Regions from separate parts of the Mus musculus genome. Here region 2 is linked to region 1. The links are chromatin contacts, called in public HiChIP or PLAC-seq maps. All regions are on one chromosome and are shown on one strand. Each heading gives the region's core, a stretch centred on a gene start, on an enhancer-like site or on the middle of the called end of the contact. The rest is flanking DNA. Distances are from core to core; before and after follow the strand shown.

Region 1 (6,891 bases), core at 2,935-5,434:
TGCCTCTGCCTCTGCCTCTGCCTCTGCCTCTGCCTCTGCCTCTGCCTCTGCCTCTGCCTCTGCCTCTGCCTCTGCCTCTGCCTCTGCCTCTGCCTCTGCCTCTGCCTCTGCCGTCTCTGCCTTCCAGAGTGCTGAGATTAAAGGCATGTACCACCAATGCTGGACAAATGTTCCCCTTAGCAAATAATTTTGGAGTCTAAGAAACAATAAAACAACCTACTTCCCTAGAGAAAGAGCTAGGGTCTGGTACCAGTCAGCATTCTGTAACTTTTCCCCTTTGTGGGCCTGAGGCAATGCAGAGCATTATATAGTGACCGATCTAAATTGCATGACTGATGATGAGGTGTTTCTTTGCTTCCTAGCAATGTAAATGCTTAGAACCAAATACAAAGTGCCACACAGTGAGTATGTGGAGGTGTCTTTTTTTCCATTTGGAATTAAAATTAGTTCTGCCTCCCTTTTGCATTTACACATTTTTTTTCTTCCTTCTTACAAAATTCTTCACTGATTTTTTAATTATTTTTCCTTTTAATTATACTTACTATATGTATGTGTGTGGGCCCATCTGTGACACCATGCATATATAAAGGTCAGATGACAATTTGAGGAAGTCAATTCTCTTCTTCTACCATGTGGGGGCCCAGGGATCGAACCCTTATCACCAGACTTGGCCACAAATGCCTTTACCTATACCAGCTCATTTATGTTTTAACTTCAATATACTCTGTCCCAGCAATGAACATTAAAAGTGTTTTGGAATAAGGTAGCATATGAATACAGAGATTTTTCTCTGGGAAAGGGCACGAGGCATGCAGTTGTGGAAGACAGTTTAGGTTTGGATTCATTTACCTTGGGCAAGAATCTTAACTGGCTTTAGCTTCAGTTATCGAGTGAAACACATGATTGTATCCTCCTAATAGAGTAGTTGTGGAGGTTAAATGGAGTGATGCTCTGGGTAATAGTTATTATGTTCTGTTTTCCATCCATGTCCCTCCACTACTGGTGGCCATAAAGCCGTGTCTGGTGATGGTCTTTCAGTAGAGCCTTTTCTACAGGCAAGCACTGTTGCTAACCCTAATATATAACCTATAACTTTGCAAATGGCAGAGCTGTTCTCCCTCGGTAGCCCATGTCTTCTCACTGCTGTCCATACTGCCTGAGCTGAGATATGAAGGAAATCTGAGGGTAGCAGACAAACAGCTACAAATAAATTTTAATGGTCAAGTGGAAGGGTTTGCCTTGAGCACTTCATTCAACCCATTTTTTCTGAACTGTTATTTTCCAGAGTCCATGCCAGGCTCTGAGGATCCTCCAAGATATAAGACATAGACATCCCTTCGCTCTCGGATAAAGTCTAATTGAGGGATGCAGCCAAATGTAGGCACAGCTGTGACAACAGAAGAGTAAATGGGATATGAGAAGGATGAAGGATGCCCAGGGAGTAAATGGGATATGGAAGCATAAAGGATGACTCCATACCTAGCCCAGCCAAAGGAGGAATTTGGGAGGAGTAACAGCAAGGCAGATACCGAAAGGATGAACAAAGTCAAGCAGGTGACCTAGGAGAAAGCACCGAAGAAGGACGGAACCAGAGAACTGAGCCTCCCATCAAGAAGCTTGACTTGTGCAAGGGTCAGGCAGACGATAGAACACATCAGCTTTAGGGAACTAACGGGATCCTTTTAGCTGAATCATAGCAGATTTGTTCACATGGGAAGAACCTTGACAGACCATAGATCATGAGGTCCCTATGAGGCCACCCTAGCGGCTGGGTTCCGTCCCAAGGGCCGTGTGAAGCTAATGAAGCACCCTTACTCTGAGAAGCAAACACCCTCTGTTTCAACTTATGTAATTCTCTGCATACAGAGGCATGTTGGAGTGTAGCCAAACTAGTTAAATTTATAAATGGGGAAACCGGGAGAGGGAGGTAAAACGTCTTGCTTAAGATTGCTCTTCAGTTGGTTGCAAAACTCAAACACAGAGGCAGGTCTGTGGCATTTAATGTAAAAAGCCCATGGTGCACCTCCTCTACGGGCAGATAGAACCCAGCAGCCAGGGAAAATAAAATGGCATAGCATACAACCACATACATAATATCAGTTGTTTTGTGCTATTGTTTCCAAACAGATTCTCTCTGAAAAGAGAAAAGACAAAGAAGGAGCAACATGGAGAAATATGTCTCTGAGAAGATAAAAACGCCTCAAATAATCTGCCTTTCAGGATGAAAACCCAAGGAATGGGGATTCTCATTCGTAAGCGTCTGCAGTCACTGTGGACTGAAATCCTGAGGATCCTGGTTGAAAAAAAATGAATTTTAAAGTAAGACGAAACCTGAATTCTGTTTTTAAAGCCATCCCCCACAAACACCCCCACAGCTTTCTCACATGGCATCAGAAGGGGGGGAAAATGTATGTGTGTCGCTATATATGTAAGTCATCGCTTCTGAAATAGCAGTTTAAATTAGACAAGTGATGTAACATCAAACCACATGGGAGCGTGGTTTCTGAGCCCCGGGGGAAGCATGTGAGATGCAGCTAAGTCTTCTCAAGTCCTTGCCTGAGATTTGCATACAGTGGCTCCTCTATCAGTAGCCATTTACAGGGAACAACTGTGCAAGTCTAAGTTTGTGGCGTCTGGCAAGCATTGGAGAAGGTTCTCATGACCCAAGATTTTATTCCTTGTTGCTCTATACATAAATCAGGCTCTCAAGTACTTTCCAATTAGTTCCCCTAAGAGGGCAGGCTGGAGAGATGGCTCAGCAGTTGGGAGCCGTGGCTACTCCTCTTGAGGACCTGAGTTCAATTCCCAGTACCTACATGGCATCTCACAATTATCTGTATCTCCAGTTCCAGATTATTCTTGGCACCAGGCATGCATGCGGTACACATATATGTGCATGCAATCAAAATACCCATACACACAGAATAAAATAAATACTTTATATACATACACACACACACACACACATATATATATATATATATATATATATATATATATATATATATATATATATATATATATATGGTACCCAGAGCAACTATTATTCCCTTTATTGCAGGTACTGCATCTCCCACTCAGAGCAGTACCATGCTGGGGTGGGTTCAGGTCAGGACTGAATGCAGCTGGCCTCATCCCTACCTAAAGCCCTCCGAGTTATGTCTCAAGGAGCAATGGATTCTTTGAAGAGCCCTAAGCAGCATCTAAGAGGCTTCTGTCTCCTCAGCTCCTTCCTAGGTTTGCCTAAAAGTCAGCTTATCATGATTTTGTCCACGAGTCAATTCTACCTCAATGGGATCGACATGGGCACGCGCGCGCGCACACACACACACACACACACACACACACACACACACACACGCACACACACACATAATAGCTGTACATTTTTACACTAAGAAATGGAAAGGAAGTAGATGTTTCTCTTTGTTTTTAAATTATTACATTTATTTATTGTGTGTGTGTATGGGTGTGTGTATGTGTCTGTGTGTCTGTGTAATGTGCATATATGCATGTGGGTGGAGGTCAGAACACAATATACAGAAGCTGTCTCTCTCCTTCTACCTTGTGGATCCTGGGAATCGAACTCAGGTCATCATCAAGCTTGGCTGCAAGCGCTTTCTCCCGCTGAGCCTGTGCCCTCTGAGCCCGTGCCCTCTGAGCCCGTGCCCTCTGGGAAGTTATTCTTCAAGTGGTGGAAGGGCTCAACCTCTCACTTAGCCTGCTCCCTTCTTTGGGAAAGCAGCTGTCATTGGACTCCTGTTAGGTCAGTTAATGCTGGCAAATAATAAGCTCCAAGCGAGCAGGGGCTCTACTGCACACTAGTGCGTGCCTGGCTCTTGGCAAGATGCTTGGAACAAAACAGGTAGTCGATAAAGATGTGGTGAATAAATGACTATATGAAAATAATTTGACACCGGGGAGATGCGAAAGGAGCTGACGCTTCCTTCCTTCTGGAGTGGCAGGTGTCGCTGGTGATGCAGGCGGCAGCAGGAAAGTCGTCCCTCCTCCACCTCCAGAGTCCGGAGGCTGGATACTCTAAGGCTGGAAGGTATGGGTTCAGGAGGTTGCAGGTCAGGGGTGCGCAGGGAGCCCCTCGCCGCAGCCATTTCCGGCTCTTTGTGTGACAGCAGCCGCGGCGAAGGGGCTGGGCACCGCGGCCAGGGGAGGAGCCGCGGCAGGCGGAGAGGCGGGGCCGCGGGCGGGGCGCGGCGGTCCGCCGGCGCAGCGGCGGAGCGGGGCTAAGCATCCTGCGCCCCGGCGCGGGGCCCTGCGGTAGCCTCGGGTCCCTCCCCTGGACCTGCCACCGAGCCAGGTAAGGGACTCTCGGAGACAACAGGGCTGATGCAGGAACCGAAATGCTGCCTAGGCGGTGGATGCGTTCCTGAGGATGCGCGAGGGGCGGGCGCCACTTCTCCCAGCCCGTTGGGGGCGCTTGGCTTGGCGCCCGAGGCTACACGGCTTCAGGTCCCTGGAGGCCGGGCTACAGGCCTGTGTTGTCCCTTCTCCCCTCGGCCGCCCCGGGCGCCCTGGGCAGGGAGCGTTTTCCAGAAGTCGTGGGTACAGCGCAGAGCTCCGCGCAGCAGCCTCAGCGGCAGCCACAGCAGGTGCGTGGCCTGGGCCGGAGCCACCCGCCCTAAAAAGAGGCAGGGATAGTCTCGGGGACCAGGGATACCTGCAGGGGCCACAAGCCCAGAGGGGGCTACATCCCTGCACCTACATACTGCAGATCGCCGGGCAGTCCCCGCCTCTGCGGTCGCGGCCACCATCATTCAGCCAAGGCCAGAGAGAGCTGCCTGGGCCCGCCTGACAGGCAAGGGGGTACTGGGCGCCCGCGGTGAACCGAAGCCGGGTGGGGCCGGGGCCACAGCGGCACGGTTTGGGAGAGGAAAGCTCTGATGAGCCGGGAGGCATGGCTGACCTGCTTCGAAGCGTTCTGGCCTATACTAGCGCCTCTCCCCTGGATGGCTTTGGGGAGGAGAAAGGTGGGGTGATGGAATCCTAGGGGTCAAGGTTTCCTTCGTATTTAGCTGCCCACCTGTCTGTTGTGGGAGATTGCCACATCACCTTCAGGAAGGTAAGCCCTCCTGTGTGTACAGGAAGAGGAGTAGCTTGTGGCTAAGGGTGGGGGCAGGGAGCATGGTTGAACCGACTGTTGGTTTTCTCCCGCGACTATCTGGGTGTTTTCCAGTCCAGACTTAGAACTTGGCTAGCCCAATTCTTTAGTGCCCACAGCCCCACAGTTGGGCAGGAAGACTTAGGGATCAGACTGACGACTGACTGTTGCTCCTAAGCAACCATTTCTACCTCTTGACCCCTTCCCTTAGAAGTGACCAGCCTTATTCTTGGGCACAGGCCCTGCAAGAACCATTGCCTAGCACTCAGTGACACCCCCCCCTCCCGCCATTGTCGGAGGACAAAAATATAGATTAATATCTATAGTCGGGATTGTAAGTCCTTGAAGGTAGTTGTCCCTACCACCATCCCCCCTTCTGTGGCTTTCCCCCCCTCCACCCGATGCTCCTTGGGTCCCTTCTCTCCTGTCAAACTTGCTTGAGAAAGGAGCCAGTGAGTGGTATTTATCTTGAAGAGCTAAATACAAAAGGTTTTCCCATTGGATGTAGAGCAGGCGCTTCTTAAGTCATGGGATCAGAAAGGAAGCCGAGGATAGGAGACATTTTAATAGGAAGCAGAGCTGAAGTCAAAATATTTGCTATCTCTAATGGTTGACTTTCCGATGTAAGCTAGATGTGGCACTGATACTGTGGTCAGAATGGCCTATGTGGCAGCTGCCAGCTTCGTTTTCTGTCAGGGCTGCTTTGGCCTGGTGGGCAGGAGTACTGTAGGAGTGTGTGTGTGTGTGTGTGTGTGTGTGTGTGTATGAGAGAGAGAGAGAGAGAGAGAGAGAGAGAGAGAGAGAGAGAGGCAGAGAGAGGCAGAGAGAGAGAGGCAGAGAGAGAGAGGGGTCAGGGGTTACTGTCAGCAGAAGGCTTTTGTTGATCACCAGTCTCTCCTTGCCCGTGGGGTGTGAAATGTGCCCATGGAGAGTTCCTTACTGGAGCTAGCTGCCATCTGCCCTGACAGTTACGAAGCCACAGACAGCACGCTGCTGCTTACAAAGCCAGTGCCCCTGGGTACTTCTGCTTGCTGAGCCCCAGGCCGGTGGCATTAGCTCACTAATCTTCTTTATTGTAGTTCCTGGCCAGTTCTGACTGGTTGTATAGGAACCCAAGACTGCCTTGTTCCCTAATGTGGTGGAAAATGGAAAGAAAAAGCGTGAGTTAGGCATTAGGCCAGAAGTGGGGGGTGGGGTGGGGCACAGGTTTGGAGACTCTTGCTCAGATCAGATCACATGGAGAAGTAATTTAACAGCTAGCCAAGGGCCCCGGTAACAGAAGTGCACCCTTCGATTATCGTGCCCCCTCAGTGGTCACTGGGCCTCTGAGGCTGCCATTGACCTGAAAGCTAAATTAGGTGATGAATAGGCAACAGGCTAATTAGCATTGGGAACAGTATTGCTGGAAAACAGTATAGGGCTCCTGTCCTCACATCTCAGCCCCGGCCTCCATGCTCAAAGAGGCTTCTTTGGACCACTGTTAGCCCCAGGGTTCCACCAAGAGCTTCACAAAATGCTCTTTCTGTAGCCTCCATGTGGCCACCATAACAATGAGTCTATTTCTTTACTGGCAAGTATTAATTATTCACTTATAGTTGACGAAACCAGATGTCAGTCACCTCATTGGAGCCTTTGTGAAAGGCCTTTGGTCTTGTCAATTTGAGAAGCAAAGCTATATCTAGGGTCCGGCGAATGGCCTTGGCGATTGTAGCTGGAGGTGGTTGGTGGATGGGGAAGGCAGCAGTTTGTGCCTTGCAGACTGTGAATCCTGTGAC
Region 2 (6,997 bases), core at 3,078-5,577, 2.5 Mb before region 1:
ACACACACAGCATAAATAAAACTCCTGGAAAATTTTAGTGTTCCCACCCTTAAGTTTTTAAAGAACTAAACTTTTCTCTTCTGGCTTATTCAGTAAAATGTTGTTTAAGACACAATACAAGGTGGTTCTGATGGTGCAGGCCTGTCATTCCAGTTGCTTGGGAAACTGAGGTAGGAAGACTGCAAGTTCGAGGTCTGCCTGGACTGTGCTGTGAGTTCAAGGACAGCCTCTACCACTTATCGGGTCCCTGACTGAACACACAAAAGCAGGGCTGAAACATAGCTCAGTTTTCCTTTTAAACATTTTTTTAAAAACTGAATATTTTCTCTTTGTGCGTGAGTGCTTTGCCTACATGTGTGTCTGTGCACCTCATGTGTACCTGGTATTCTCAGAGACCAGAAGAGGATATAGAACCCCTTGACACTAGAGTGATGGATACATGGCTGTTAGCCACATGTAGGTGCTGGGAATTGAACCCTGGTCCCATGGAAGGACCATCCCCAGTCCACTGAGAATATCTTCATATATTCGTGTGCTTCCGCAAATGAAAATTCCTCCATTGATCTAAATTATTTCTATGCTTTTCCAAGAAGTCCCATGAACTCAGAAAGTGCCCTGGGCCTTCCACTCTTCAGTCTTCTGGGAAGAAGTCATCTCTACTGGCATTACAGACTCCTAGAGAAGAAAACATTTTAAAAAGAAAGAAAAATTAAAAGCAAAAAAAAAAAAAAAAAAAGTGAAAAAGCAAAACGAATTAAAAAAAAAATAATGGCAAGGAACATAGCTCCATGGTAGAACTTTTGAGCAGCACACACAAGGCCTTGTATTTACCCAGTATAATAAATAGGAATAAATTTGACTTTCACCTAGAATTCTGTTCGAACTCAGCATCTGAAAAGTACCTGAAGGAGCTCAGGAGAGAAACAGAGGTTGGAGCTGGATCTGGGGTTGAGCACCACCAGGACCTCACCCACCCTGAGTGGGCTTACCCGTGACTTCAACTCCAGGGGCGTCTGATGCCTCTGATTTCTAAGACTCCTGCAGTCATGCAATACAACGCCCCCCCAAAGACCCACGAGCAAACACATAGTTAAAAATTATGTTTTTAAGCCGGGCAGTGGTGGCACATGCCTTTAATCCCCAGCACTTGGGAGGCAGAGGCAGGCGGATTTCTGAGTTCGAGACCAGCCTGGTCTACAGAGTGAGTTCCAGGACAGCCAGGGCTATACAGAGAAACCCTGTCTCGAAAAACCAAACAAACAAAAATTATGTTTTTGAGATAGGGTCTTGTTAGATAGCACTGACCTTTGCCAATAAACTTCACCAATGAAGCTGTAGCTGAACTGACAGAGACCTGTCTGCTTCTAGCTCCCGAGTGCTGGGATTAGAGACATTGTCACCATTCCCAGCATTAGAAATCTGGGACGAGCTTCATTTGAGGGTGTGATATCCAGCACCATGAGAAGGGCTTAGTGGCACGCGCTCTGCAATTTCAGTCCTTAGGAGGGAGGAACAGGGGGATAGGAATCTATGTGGAAGGAGGCAAGCATGGGTGTCGTCCCTGGCCCAGGGACCCCAGAACCGGCTCTTCCGCGGTGCCTAGCAGTGTCTGTGGTGCCGGAGAGTCGGAGCCCAACTCTGGCAGGTCCACGGGAATCCCAGACTTTTCCTGCCCCCGGAGCTCACAGACCAACACCGGCCAGGACCTTGATACCAACAATGGGAGTTCTGTGTGCCCCGCTGAAGTCAACTACACCAAGCATGCTCTGGAGAATGCAATCTGGAAAACCTCACTAGATCTAAGACGAGGAAAGAGGTGCTATCTCCTCATGGCTAGAGAGAGGTCCCCATGGGGGCAAGAGGCGTTTGAGTAAAGGGCAGATACCAGGCCCAGGGCTAGCATGGACTTCCCAGGAAATTACTGTGGCACCATGTCCTTACAAATTAGAGTTAAAAATTAATGAGAGGTCAGACCTTACAGGCTGGCTCCGGGGCTGTGAACTTTCTAGCTCTTCTGTTCTTCAGGGAGACAGCCCAGCAGGAAGCAGGCTCCCCGCCCGTGCCGTATCACGATTCTGCGGAAGATGGGTTTACCTCTAGGTCATGGTGGCTGCTCTCTAACTCCAAGTTGGCTAGGTTTGCTATTACCACCGTTGCTTAGTGGGCCATCTGCTCCCATGGGGAGCCACCAGCCTGGGTAAATGGGGAAAGGTTTTTTCCTTTCCTTTCCTTTCCTTTCCTTTCCTTTCCTTTCCTTTCCTTTCCTTTCCTTTCCTTTCCTTTCCTTTCCTTTCCTTTCCTTTCCTTTCCTTTCCTTTCCTTTTCGACAGGGTTTCTCTGTAGCCCTGGCTGTCCTGTAACTCACTTTGTAGACCAGGCTGGCCTCGAACTCAGAAATTCGCCTGCCTCTGCTTCCCAAGTGCTGGGAATTAAAGCATTCCAATTTCAAAGAATCAACACCCTGCAGGTCTTGCTGACTGTTGGAAGGAGGTGTGTAATGGTAAGGGGTGACAATGCCTGGCAACAGGGACGTGGGGGCCTGACTTCAGGACAGACTGCGGGCTGCACTCTCCGCCTCTGCAGGCGTCAGTCCTTGTTATAACCTGTGTTATAAGAACTATAGCTCTCCTTCTCCCATCTCCTTAATTTACTTATAGCGGCTTATAGCTAAATTGCCTTGAATCTCGGAAGACTGCTTTCCTGTATGAGTGTGTGGTGTCTACCCTGGATTCCTATCGCTCTCACTCTCGGACTCGGGTGCTCAGTGCTGCCACCCCGCGTCCGCTTAGGTTCCAGTTTAGTCCTCTATAAATGAAGCCCAAAAGATCTCTCCTTGAATTTGGAGCTTGATGGGCAACCAAGGAGTCCCAGGAATTCTCTCTGTCTCTCCTCCCCTCAGCATGCGGGTTACAGACATGTGAAGTCTTGGTCTCGATTCGATCTCGGTCCACGCAATAACTTCATTTGAGAGAGAGAGAGAGAGAGAGAGAGAGAGAGAGAGAGAGAGAGAGAGAGAGAGAAATATCTATGGTGGAGTCACTGAAGTAGGTGGAGGACCTCTGTGTGGGAACACAGAGAGGAACTGAGACAAACTTAGTCTCGAGGTTCCTCAGGGTCTGATAGATAAGTCTAGAAGGTAGATATGAGCAGGTTAGGGATTCTGTGAGCAGAAATCCAGAACAGTGTATTATAAAGTGTCCCCAGACACTAGAGATTCGAGCTCTTGGGCCCTATAACCAGCCAGGCTACTGTGAGGCTCGGAATGGCTCTCACGCTGCATATCGGATCCCCTAAAATGTATCATCTATTCTTTAGACTTGCATCATTTCTCCTAGCAGCACCTCTTGAAGATGCAAGTCTGGCTTCTTGGCCTGGTGTCAGAGACCCAGACAGGGACCTGGCTGCCTCTTTTCTATCTTCCTCCAAATCTGGGCTGTGTCTGGTTTCATCCCTCCTTGTATGGGGGCATCTGCTCTGATTATCTCCATGCTGGGCTACGAGGCCTGTGTGCAAATACCCGTTCTCACCCTTGTCACACAAGTCTGGTAGTACCTATGTACTCTCAGGAACGCTCACGCTAGGCAGAGGCACAAGAGAGACTGAACATCTGGACATGGACATGTGTGAACTAAGCATTTATAACTTGGAAAAGAACTTGAACCTCTAGGGAACATTTGGTCGAAGTAAGACAAGAAAGTGCAGCTGTCTGGGCAGGACTTGAACCTTGATCGGGGACAGAGCTTGGGTATTTCTGCCTCCCATGAAGGCTATCACACATCCGTGGGACACTTTCTCTACTACCTCTAAGTGCTTGGAATTACTGGTCTTGCCTCTGTGTAAGTTATTTAATGTGCTATCTCAGAGGCATATTTATTACTTATCACATCTTTATCATCTTTTTTTTGGTGCTGGGAGTCAAACCTAGGCAACAATTTTTATTTGTTTATTTTATTTTATTTTGGTTTTTCAAGACAAGGTTTCTCTGTATAGCCCTGGAACTTACTCGGTAGACCAGGCTGGCCTCGAACTCAGAAATCCACTTGCCTCTGCCTCCCAAGTGCTGGGATTAAAGGCGTGTGCCACCATGCCCGTTTTTTTTTTTTTTTTTAATTAAATAACTTGTGAGCAAGTTGGGCATCTTGGGGAACTTGGGGTTCCTTTGCCATTTTGGATGATTCATTTTATAGTTTGTACATTAAACTATGCGTAAGCGGCCTGTGAGGAAGCTCAGAGGGTAAAGCACTCATCAGGCAATAAACGGACACTCCAAGAAGCATTCTGTTCTACCGGGCACAAAAAGGCACAGCAAGCAAGCAAACATTCCAAAATCTCCGTCTGTGGAGCTTAGTGCTGCCACCTTGTGTCCGCTTTGGTTCCCAGTTCTCATTAGTAAATTAAGCACAAAATCTCCCCCCCCCCCCTTTTTTTTGTCTCTGTGTCTGATTTCCCTCTCTCCCTCTCCCTCTCCTCCCTCATCAAAAGACAACGCGCAAAAGTGGGTTCTATTCCCTTTGTCGTTTGGGAGGTACTTGGGGATCAACCTTAAGTAGTCAGGCTAGGCTTGAGGCAAGCACGTTATCCACTGAGCCCTGTCGCCAGCCTTCGTTTGAATTTTAGTTTAGTATTTTTTCATATGAGTAGGACATTATATTGATTTTTATTTCAAAATATATGGGAGGGGAGGCCCTTGGTCCTGGGGAGGTTTGATGCCCCAGCATAGGCGGATGCTGAAGCGGTGGGGTGGCGGTGGTGGTGGGTGGGGGTGTACTCTCATACAGGCAAAGAGAAGGGGGAGGGCAGATGTGGCATGGGTGGTTGGTGGAGGGATAACCAGGAAGTGGGATATCATTTGAGATATAAACGAATGGAATGATTAATAAAGAAAATGCTACTTGTGATCCCTTTTGCCCAAGAATCTTTTAGGCAACCTGGGATAGGAAAATATATTAAGTATATTTGTTGCTTTTCTGTTGCTGTGACAAAAATGCCTCTAGCCCAAAGCAGCTTAAGGAAAAATGGGTTTGCTATGGTTCCAGGGGCATAGAGTCCATATGTTGGCGGGAGACAGGGGCTGCAGGCAGAACTGTGTGTGTGTGTGTGTGTGTGTGTGTGGTGTAAGCCGGCTGGTCATGTGTTCATTTGCCGAGGGGGTGGGGATCAAGAGAGTGAGAGTGAGACTGAAAGCAGGAAGTGCAGTCAGGCCATCAACTCTCAGAACCAGCAGCTCCCAATGACGCACTTCCTCCAGCAAGGCTGATCTGCCTAAAGGTTCCACTACCTCCCCAAACAGCACCAACTGGGGAACAAGTGTTCAAATACAAGAGCCTGCCGGGCATGGTGGCACACGCCTTTCATCCCAGCACTCAGGAGGCAGGGGCAGGCGGATTTCTGAGTTCGAGGCCAGCCTGGTCTACAGAGTGAGTTCCAAGACAGCCAGGGCTATACAGAGAAACCCTGTCTCAAAACAAAACAAATACAAGAGCCTATGGAAGACATGTCTTACTGAAATCACACAGTAGGTCTATAAAATAGAGATAAGGATAAAACATTTACTGATAACAAATCACAAAAGATCTATTTCACGGCCAGTGAGATGGCTCAGCTGTAAGGTACCAAGCTTAATGAGCTGTGTTTGATGCCCAGGACCTTTTCAGCAGAAAGAAATAACTGATTTCCTCAAGTTGTCGCCAGTGTCCACATGTATGCTGTATCCACATGGATGGCTGTAATGACAGTTAGTTAGTTAACCATCGATTTATCTATTTCTTTAGTTGTGGGGTCTCACTTTGTATTCCTGGCCTGCCTGGGATACAAAGTGCGTCACTGAGTTCCATCTGCCTGTGCTTTCCCACTGCTGGGAGTAAAGGTGTGCATCACAGCCCAGCAGAATGTGTGCAGACTTTAAAAAAAACGAAACCCAAACTTAGCCTTTTTAGTTTGTTTGTTTTTGCATATTTTGCGGGTGGGGCTCAAGACAGTCTCTTTGTGTAGCCTTGGATGTCCTGGAACTCAAGGAGATCCGTCTGCCTCTGCCTCCCAAGTGCTGGAATTCAAGGTGTGCACCATCACCGCCCAACTAGGAGAGCTGTGAAATTCTGTTCATTTTTAAAAAATGAGATGTAGAAGTTATGTAATAAACCCAAGGCCATTCACTTAAGAAATCAGTGAAGATTTAGACCCAGGCCTACTTCACTCCAGTCTCTGCTCTTAGACCCATGCTAGTTTTGTATACTTTTTTTTTTTTTTTTTTTTTTTTTTTTTTTGGTTTTTCGAGACAGGGTTTCTCTGTGTAGCCCTGGCTGTCCTGGAACTCACTTTGAAGACCAGGCTTGCCTGGAACTCAGAAATCCGCCTGCCTCTGCCTCCCGAGTGCTGGGATTAAAGGCGTGCGCCACCATGCCCTGCCAGTTTTGTATTTTTTAGTGAAAATATTGGAACCTAAATGTGTATGGCAAAAGGACAGGTTTTGCTAGATATTTTGATGACTTGAGTGGTAATTTGTGTGTGTGTTTGTGTTTTAACTTTTTATTGATTCTTTGTGAATTTTATACCATGCATCCCAATTCCATTCATCTGTTCCCTCGTACCCATTCTCCTCCCTTGCAACCTCACCCATAAAAGGAAATAAAACTCTCTCTCTCTCTCTCTCTCTCTCTCTCTCTCTCACACACACACACACAGACACACACACACAAAACCTAAGCACAGAAAACATCTCATTATGGAAGCTGTAGTGTGTCACAATGTTTCCCACAACATATTCCTCTGTCCACACATCTTTACTTACAAATGTTCACTGCAATGAGTATTGGTCTGGTTTGAGGTCTATAGCTTCTGAGACATCATTAATATTGGATCCTCACCAAGGATCCAAACTCCTCCTGGTTATCCTGTTGTTGCCTGTGGGAAGCCACATGTGCCGTTGCAGAGTGACGCTGACTACTGCTGGCCACCACATATAAGTTTGGACAAACAACCAATGTGTACATATGCAGCA

Evidence for each region. HiChIP or PLAC-seq counts read pairs in DNA pulled down with a chosen protein or histone mark.
Region 2: a contact with region 1 is called in an H3K4me3 HiChIP or PLAC-seq map of embryonic forebrain, with 17 times the contacts expected there. The contact joins the enhancer-like site here to the promoter of Cyfip2 in region 1. A contact is called at or near these places in 2 of 39 promoter capture datasets (cranial neural crest and pre-B cells), 1 of 484 Hi-C or Micro-C datasets (B cells) and 3 of 115 datasets of contacts at active chromatin or transcription factors (embryonic forebrain, forebrain and stem cell-derived neural progenitor cells).

The regions. Positions count from the first base shown.
Region 1 is chr11:46,309,651-46,316,541 of GRCm38.p6, reverse strand. Cyfip2 (cytoplasmic FMR1 interacting protein 2) reads left to right here and starts at 4,184. Exons shown (of 31, transcript NM_133769.3): 1 at 4,184-4,315.
Region 2 is chr11:48,786,176-48,793,172 of GRCm38.p6, reverse strand. Gm36109 (predicted gene, 36109) reads left to right here. Exons shown (of 2, transcript NR_166852.1): 2 at 1-779. Among named protein-coding and RNA genes, the nearest start is that of Gm36109, 9.7 kb to the left of the region's middle. Within about 2 kb of position 4,327, at least 200 of the 459 cell types and tissues checked have an H3K27ac peak or open chromatin away from gene starts, as enhancers often do. A contact at or near this core is called in B cells, embryonic forebrain and pre-B cells, where this site is marked.